Regions from separate parts of the Rattus norvegicus genome. Here region 2 is linked to region 1. The links are chromatin contacts, called in public Hi-C maps. All regions are on one chromosome and are shown on one strand. Each heading gives the region's core, a stretch centred on a gene start, on an enhancer-like site or on the middle of the called end of the contact. The rest is flanking DNA. Distances are from core to core; before and after follow the strand shown.

What was found. A called contact is a pair of places that touch in the nucleus more often than the background predicts.
Region 2: a Hi-C map of psoas muscle shows a contact between it and region 1, with 2.1 times the contacts expected there. The contact joins the enhancer-like site here to the promoter of Pkig in region 1. A contact is called at or near these places in 2 of 12 Hi-C or Micro-C datasets (Schwann cells and psoas muscle).

What each region holds. Positions count from the first base shown.
Region 1 is chr3:172,748,091-172,751,945 of GRCr8, reverse strand. It overlaps Pkig (cAMP-dependent protein kinase inhibitor gamma), which reads right to left and starts at 2,031. Exons shown (of 4, transcript NM_001401793.1): 1 at 1,925-2,031. It also overlaps a transcript of Serinc3 not described here.
Region 2 is chr3:172,788,747-172,792,601 of GRCr8, reverse strand. The region is part of intron 1 of Pkig (cAMP-dependent protein kinase inhibitor gamma); the gene reads right to left. Among named protein-coding and RNA genes, the nearest start is that of Pkig, 41 kb to the right of the region's middle. Within about 2 kb of position 1,916, at least 50 of the 93 cell types and tissues checked have an H3K27ac peak or open chromatin away from gene starts, as enhancers often do. A contact at or near this core is called in Schwann cells, where this site is marked.

The DNA.
Region 1 (3,855 bases), core at 782-3,281:
AAACTCTTGATCCTCCTGCCTCCACCTCCAAATGCTAGAAAGACAAGCAGGTGCCATGCTGGGCTCAGTGCCATTGCTTTTGAATATGTTTTGAAATACTGACTTTTATCTCTCTAGATAGAGCTAATTCTCCACTACTCCTTCTCCCAACCTCCAAACCAGACCACATACACCTGATCAGAAACACCCCATTAATGCAGCCACTTGTCAGAGGCAGGATTTCCTAACTAGGCTCTGATCTCTACGATAAGGACAGCTTTCTCATTCCACACTGCCCATGCGGGCACCTCATACTTCCTATGGGTTAGATGAGGTGAGTGAAGACAGTGGAAACCACATGGACACAGTGTGTAGAGATGGGAAGGAATCAGCATTAGATAAGGCCATGAGGTTGTGATTGCATCCTGGGACTTTCTAAGAGAAGGCCAAGAGTACATAGCTCAGAGGCAGAACCCCTGCCTGTGGTGGGCAAGGGTCACCACAAAAAGAGGAATCCCCAAACCCCCCATCTCATAATTCGCTCAGCATGCCCATGGTCAGGAGTGGGTCCCAAGAATCTCCAGAACAGTAAGCTAAATAAACTTCTTTTCTTTCTAAGGCTAGCCAACCTCCGGTATTTAGTTTTAATAATGAAAAGAAGGTCTAAGACAATAGTCATTATCTGTTTTGGGTTTTTTTTTTTTTTTGAATCGTTATAAAGAACTGGCTGCAAAGTGAAAAATAGGAGTGATGAAACCAAAGAGAGTGAGGGTCTACTTCTGATCAAGCGCACGCACCCCTACTAATGAGAATACTCTTCAGTTCACATCTGTACCCTACCTAATTCAGGAGGTGGAGACACGAGGGTCACGAGTTCAAGGCAAGCCTTAGTTACCCAGCCTGTAGGCCACAAAATCCTGTATAAAACAAACAAATCCCTTGAAGGCTCGCAAAAAAATAAAAACCAAACTTCCTAAAACTTTACCCATAACGCTCCCCTTTCTCCCCACAAAAAAGTCTGTCAGGAAGAGCAGAGGCTTATCCCTCAATCAAGTAGAGACTATTTCTACCTTTTGGACTCTCCCTTCCAGTCTGAAATTCTTGGGAGAATCTCTAGAAGTTTGGCTGCCTCCAAGACCCTGTTTTCCTAACACTGGGCACACCAGCCTAGTCTTCCGGCCAACACAAAAGGCAGGCTTCATACCTCCTTTTGGAAGTAACCTTCTTGTGTAATCTCTCTCTGACCACCTCTGAAGGTCTACAACCGCCTTCACTGCATCCAGTTTCCTGCACGCGTAAAACCATTGCTCAAATTACGCCAAACTCCAACCCATAGGTCAGGTTCCTACGGACAGGAGTGGAGTTCCCGAAGGACAAGACGGCTCATTCACTTTTTTTTTTAAAACCGCTGGCGATCAGCCCGGGCCCTGGTTCTCAATAAATACTCAACGATGCTCCTAGTAGTAGTAACAAGAAAAGCGCCCATGTAGCGAGAATTTTAACTATATATACACGTTGTGATCATCTTATAAGACAGACATTATTACTACTATTATCCCCGTTGTGCAGGTGAGAAAACTGATTCAGAAATAAGTCCAATCTCGCCGAACACCACCCCCCCCCACGAAGAGCGACACCCGCAGACGTTCTCTTCAGTTCCTTGCTACTCCGCGACCAACCCTCATAAAATAACAGCTTTTTAAAAATTATTATTTAAAAGGAAAACTTTCGAGTGAGGCTCCAGAGCTGCGTAAGAATAAAAGCCGAAAGCGCACCCACCCGAACACAGCCGGGGTCAGAGGGCGTCGCAGGACCAGCTCGCCGGCCCAGGGGACAAAGGTCCGGCCCTCCGTCCTTGCCCGGCGTCCCCGCGGCCCGTCCCTCGCCGGTCGCCCGGAGGACCGCTCCTCTCCGGGTCGCGTCTGCCCGCTCTATCGCCGCTTACCTGCCGCCTCGTCGCCTCGCGGAGCCCGGGCCGACGGCGCGAGCGCCTCCCCGGGGCCGCCTGGCGCCCGCAGCCCGCCGCCGAGCCGTTGCCTAGGCGACGCGGCTACCGAACTCCCGCGTAGCTCGCGCTAAGGCGGCCGAGAAGGGACATAGTTGAGAGCAATGGGCGGAGGAAGGAAAGCAGTCCTGAGACTGGGGCCTTAGCTCTCCAGAGAGGTGGCCGGTGGAAGAAAGGCATGGAGGACAGTGAGGTTCTAGGTGAGGGCTTGTCCCTCGGATGCTTATGCCTCATTTCGTCTTTGGCACACGAAAGAGGAACATTTTGTGACTCTGACCCAAGTTTGCTAGGTTGGTAATCTATGTTGTGTTTTGTTTTGAGTTTGTCTTTGGTTTCTCCCCCTCCTCCTCTCTCTCTCTCCCTCCCTCCCTTCATTCTTCCTTCCCTACCTTCCTTTCTTATTTCAGTTTGTTTTTTAATTTTTTTTTTTTTGAGAAAATATCCCACGTAGCTCAGGCTAGCCTTCACCTTAGTCTACCTGCAAATGACCTTGAAATTCTTCATCCTTCTGCCTCTACCTCCCAACTACTGGAATTACAGGCACGAGCCACCAGGTCTAGCTTTTTTTTTTTAATTACTTTTTTGATGGTGGTAGATATGGAACTTACACACTCCCCACCCCACTCCTACCCCCACACCCCCAATCCCCCCAACCCCACCCCACCCCCAAACCCCACCCCCCCAACCCCCCACCCCCGGCCATGCTTGACAAGTACTCTACCACTGAGCTACAAGCCCAGCCTACTGACTGGAAGTAAAGACTAGAAAAATGATACAGAGTGACAAATTCCTTTGTTGTATTCTCTGGAAGGAGGGGGTGTGACAAAAAGCGAGTAAAAGGGTTTTTTTGGGGGGGGGTAGACGGTGAGAATTTAAACACCAGAATTAATTTCAGCATGGGAAATAATTAACTCATAATCAGCAATTATACTTCCTGGGGAAGCCCTGCATATATAAGGAACCCTAAGCTCAAAAGATGCTCCTAACTGGTGTGGAGCTTGAATCCACTAGGGGAGAAAAAAAACAAACAAACTAAGAATTAGACTCAATCAGAATTCAGAGTAGGTCAGTTTATTCTTACCACTAACAGAATCATAGCCTTGAATGGCAGCCTTAGAGGTAAGTCAAAAGATTGCCTTGCCAAAGGGTGGCTAAAGGAAGGGTTTATAAAGATGGATGGCAGTGGTGGGTATCACAGTTATTTCATGCTCGGTGGAATTCACAGCTGGGTAAGAGCTTGATTTCCCCCTCCTCAATTGTTCCTCATTCCACTGTACAGAGATAAAGGGACCATCTCATCTCAGTCCCAGAGCTGTATGCGGGTTTACAGAAGCCAGAGCAATGGGGTTGACTATCTCACAGAAGGACGCCATGTTTTCTCTTCCTATCTCACATAGGTAAGGCCTATAGGACCCTAGGATCACACAGGCATGTCTGAACAGAGGTCAGTGGCTATGAGGGGATGCTCGATACCAGGCTAAGTTCCTTAGCCACCACAGGGGAGTCATGTCTAAATTGCCACAGAACCTAAAGCATGCTGGGAAAATGGAAAGAAGTGTCATTAATGACGGGGACAGAGTGGTTTCTTCCTGGGAGAGCAATAACACAGTGCCATCAGGTTAGGGCTGGTTGGCACGTTCCCACCAGAGTGCTAACTTTTGAACTGAAAAAATGACACATTTACTGGGAGTGATAGCTGAGCGGTTGTTACAAATGACCTAACAACTCTCACCAAAAATAGCAATTTCAAGAATTGAAATAAAAAGCACCAAGTTGGGGCTAAGTAGGTAAGAGGATGTACTATACTTCCAGAAAACCCTGGCTCAATTCCCAGCATTTGCGTGACAGCTAACAGCTGTTCTTTAGTTCCA
Region 2 (3,855 bases), core at 667-3,166, 41 kb before region 1:
TTGAGTCCAGCACTAGGAAGGCAGAGGCAAGCAGATCTATATGAGTTTGAGAACAGCCTAGTCTACACATTAAGTTCTGGCCAAGTCAGGGCTACATAGTGAGACTCTGTCTCAAAACAAATAAATTAAAATAAAAATTAAAAGGTCATAATATCCCCCTTCATATTCCTACCACACCACCATGCAGGAGGCCTGACACCCACTGTTTTGTCTAGGGGTCCAGACCGATAGAGGTGCAGCCCCTACTGGCTCAGATGGCAGCGGTGCCTGTAGACTGCAGTCCAGAGCATGGACTGTAACAGGAGGGAGGGAGCATCACAAGAAACACTATAGAAACAAGCCAACAGAACATCATTGATGACGTTAGACTCCAAGTCACCATCCCTATAGTCACGGTTCTCAATCCGGGGCCATCCCCAGAGGGGCCACTGCACTTTGTGAGGAAGGTTTCCTCCTCCACTCCTCTGAAGCGCAGGAGACCAGAAGGTGAAGGAACAAGTGCCTTGGCTGTGGCCACAGCTTCCAGTTGCTTCCAGCACAGCACTGCAAAGCTGTAAGCACAGGAGCTGGAGGGGCAAGCATGTGCTAAGAGAACGAGCGAGGCTCAGAGCCTCTGCTGGCTCCACTGACTGAGGGACCCACAGCCTCTCCACATAGCTCTTGTACCACTTGGCACATGGCACAGTAACTGCTCACCCCACTGCTGCCATCCCTGAATCACAGGACTTGGGAGGTAGCCCCATGATAGAGTGTTTGCCTGGCATGAACTTAGTTTAAACATCAATGCTTTGGTTAAAACAAACGATACAAACAAACAAACAAACAAACAAAAAACAACAACAACCCAGGAATCATGTGGAATTTTGAGCAGGGCCTGGTATCACATGCCTTTAATTTATAGCACAAAAGAGGAAGAGGCAAGAAGATTAGGAAAGGCCAGCCTCAGCTATCTAGTGCGTTTGAGACAGAGGGATGGGAGGTAGGACACAACAATTGTGGGAACGTGATGGCAGCCCTAACCTGAGGGCACTGTGTAACTGCTTGCCCAGGAAGAAACCACTCTGTCCCTGTCATTAATGACACTTCTTTCCAGTTTCCCTGGGTGCTCTAGTTTCTATGGTAATTTATACATGACTCTCCTATGTAGCTAAGGAATTCTGGTACCAGGTACCCCTTAAATAGCCATTGACCTTTGTCCTGAAATACATGAGAGATTCTAGGGCCCTGAAAAATGGGGTTACTGATGTGAGCTAATTAACTGCTTGCACTGGCTTCTGTAAACCCACCATTGCTGTGGGATCAGATAAAATGATAAAATGTCTCTTATAGCTGTCTAAAGGAGCTGAGAACAACTAAGGGCCATAAAGCAATTTTCTTGCCCAGCTGTGGATTCCATAGAGCATGGGATAACTGCGATGCCCACTGTCAGGAACCCTTCCTTTAGCACCGTTTGGCTCTAAGACTGCCATCCTTCTGCTGGCAATAAGAGTAAGTTCATTTCATCTACATTTGAGTCTAAGCCTTCAGTCTTGGCCAGTGGATTCCAACTCCATGCAGTAGGAGAGCCCTCGGCACACATTTACTGGATGACAGAGGCCATCTATGAAGTACATAGAGCTGACCTAGAGCCCTGGGACGTAAGTGTGCATTGACCACCAGATACTTCTTTCTGGGGGGCTCTGAAGGTCCTCATCCTGTCCTAAAGAGCGAAATGGAAGCAGTGGTTTCTTCGAGCATAAACAAAGCTTCTCTTACATTGGGAATGCTGGCTTCATAGAGTGGTAAGTTCTAATCTGTACTTCACAGCTGAGTGCAGCTCTCAGACAAACCATGCCTTTTAGAGGAAGCCAGGCCAGTGCTGAAGCATTTCCGGGAGGTGGTGAGCACAGCTGTGGGCCATGAGTAATAACTGTTCCCAAGAGTTCCCGCCTCTGTCTGTGTAGGAACCACTTCTGGTGCCTGTTATTCAGCTAAGTAGACTGAGTGTGCTCGCTTCTAAAGACTGCAGCGGGCAACAGTCTCTTCCTGCAGCTGCCAGGCCAGGGTCTTCTGCTCCCCCAGGAGAGTAGCACCGCTTTTTTTGGTCTCCATGCTGATGGCTAACTTGAAGTAGAACATTTGGTGTCTAAGTGACAGAAAGCAGCCCTGAAGCCTGGTTTGTAGAGCAAGAAGCATTCCTGTGCAGACACAGAGTCTGTGCACACACCAACACTCTCCCTGGTGTGGTAAAGCAGCAGTGTAGACATGAAGCTTGGGTTTATTGTGTTGTTTTGTCATCATCTTGGTGGTGGTGATGGCGGTGTGTGCAAGTGCATGCAAGCCCACCTCTGCCATGGCGTCGTGTATGTGGAGGTCAGCCTTCCATATTCATTCTGAGAATTGAACTCAGATGGTCAGGCTTGTGCAGCAAGCTCTTTTACCCACTGAGTCACCCTGTTGGCCTTGTGTTTTGTTTTTATTTTGTTGTTTGTCTGCTTGTTTGGGGGACAGTGTCTCACAGTCCAGGTTGGCCTAGCACTCACTCTATATAGGCTTGAGGTTCAGGATAGCCTGAAATTCACGCCCATCCTCTTGCTTTAGCTTCTCGAGTGCTAGGACTACAGGTGTGCCTTGCTATGCCCAGTGCCTCTGGAGTCTGGTAGTAATGTACAGGTGGTAATTTACTGTATTTCATCCACCCCACAGCCTGCCCTGTGGACTGACCTGAGTGTGATCCCAGAAGCAGACAGGCTCTGAAGGAGGAATGAAGAGCTGCCTAGGGCATCTGAGTTAAGAGGGAGAGAAGTGGTGTCTTTCTCATCTTCTCACCGAACTCTGGACTGAAAGCATAGGCAGACTATCAGGGATCACAGAGGCCCACAGTGGTCAAGGGCCAGGAGCCAGGCAGCAGACCAGAGGGTAGACTGGGTGGGGAGTGGTAAGAAAATGAAGCATATAGCCGAAGTCATAGATTTAGACCAAAACATCACTGCCTTCTGACTTTTATACAATACCCCTCCTCAAGTAGAGAGGGACACTGAGCCCCAAGGGGTGACGTGGACAGAAGAACAGTGGGCCAAGCTAAAGGGTGACAGCGATGGCCTATTTCCCATCACTTGCCACATGGGAGAACTAGGGCAACCCGCCATCTTTGTGCCTCTTTCTGTGTAAGAGGGGGAAATCTCTCACAATAAAAGGGATCAGCAGAGCTGAGATGTCCAGCTTTGTACAACACACATTTGAGGAAGATAGGAAACCCACACAGGAGTTCAGCACAGAAGTCCCTTCCACAGCCTACCTCTATTCCCAAGAAAAAACTCACCCCCAGGATGGCACAAAAGGGGTCAAAAAAGCCTTGTAACCACACTATGGATGCACAAACAAGAAACGCAAGCCACCCTCACCTTGCACATGAAAAAGACATGCCAACTCTTTCCACTCCAGTTTCCATGCAGGGACCCAGCAGCCCAAGCCCCATCCTTTCAGAGAAGCATGGTTCACTACCACCTTAGAAAGGGGGATGGCCTCTACCCAGAGTCCCCAGTGCTTGGGACCAGGCTTGGGGTGAGGCACAGAAGAAAGTCCAAGTTTCCCACTGTCCTTGCTACGGGTAGCTACAAGGTCACTATAGATGGCACAGCCACTGGGAAAGTCTGCCGCTTTAAGATAGGCCAACAGACTCTGAGAACTCTCCCTCTAACCCTGACCTTATTTCAAAGAGTTTCCAAACAATACATCCTCCTGAGGATTAGGGTCCCTGATGGCCTTAAAGACAAAGAATTAAGGAGACCTGGAACAACAGCTGACTTTTGCTATTGTTTCCATCCTGGCTGTGGACATCCTTTCTCTACAGCAGTGGTGGCCAGGACCCTAGGT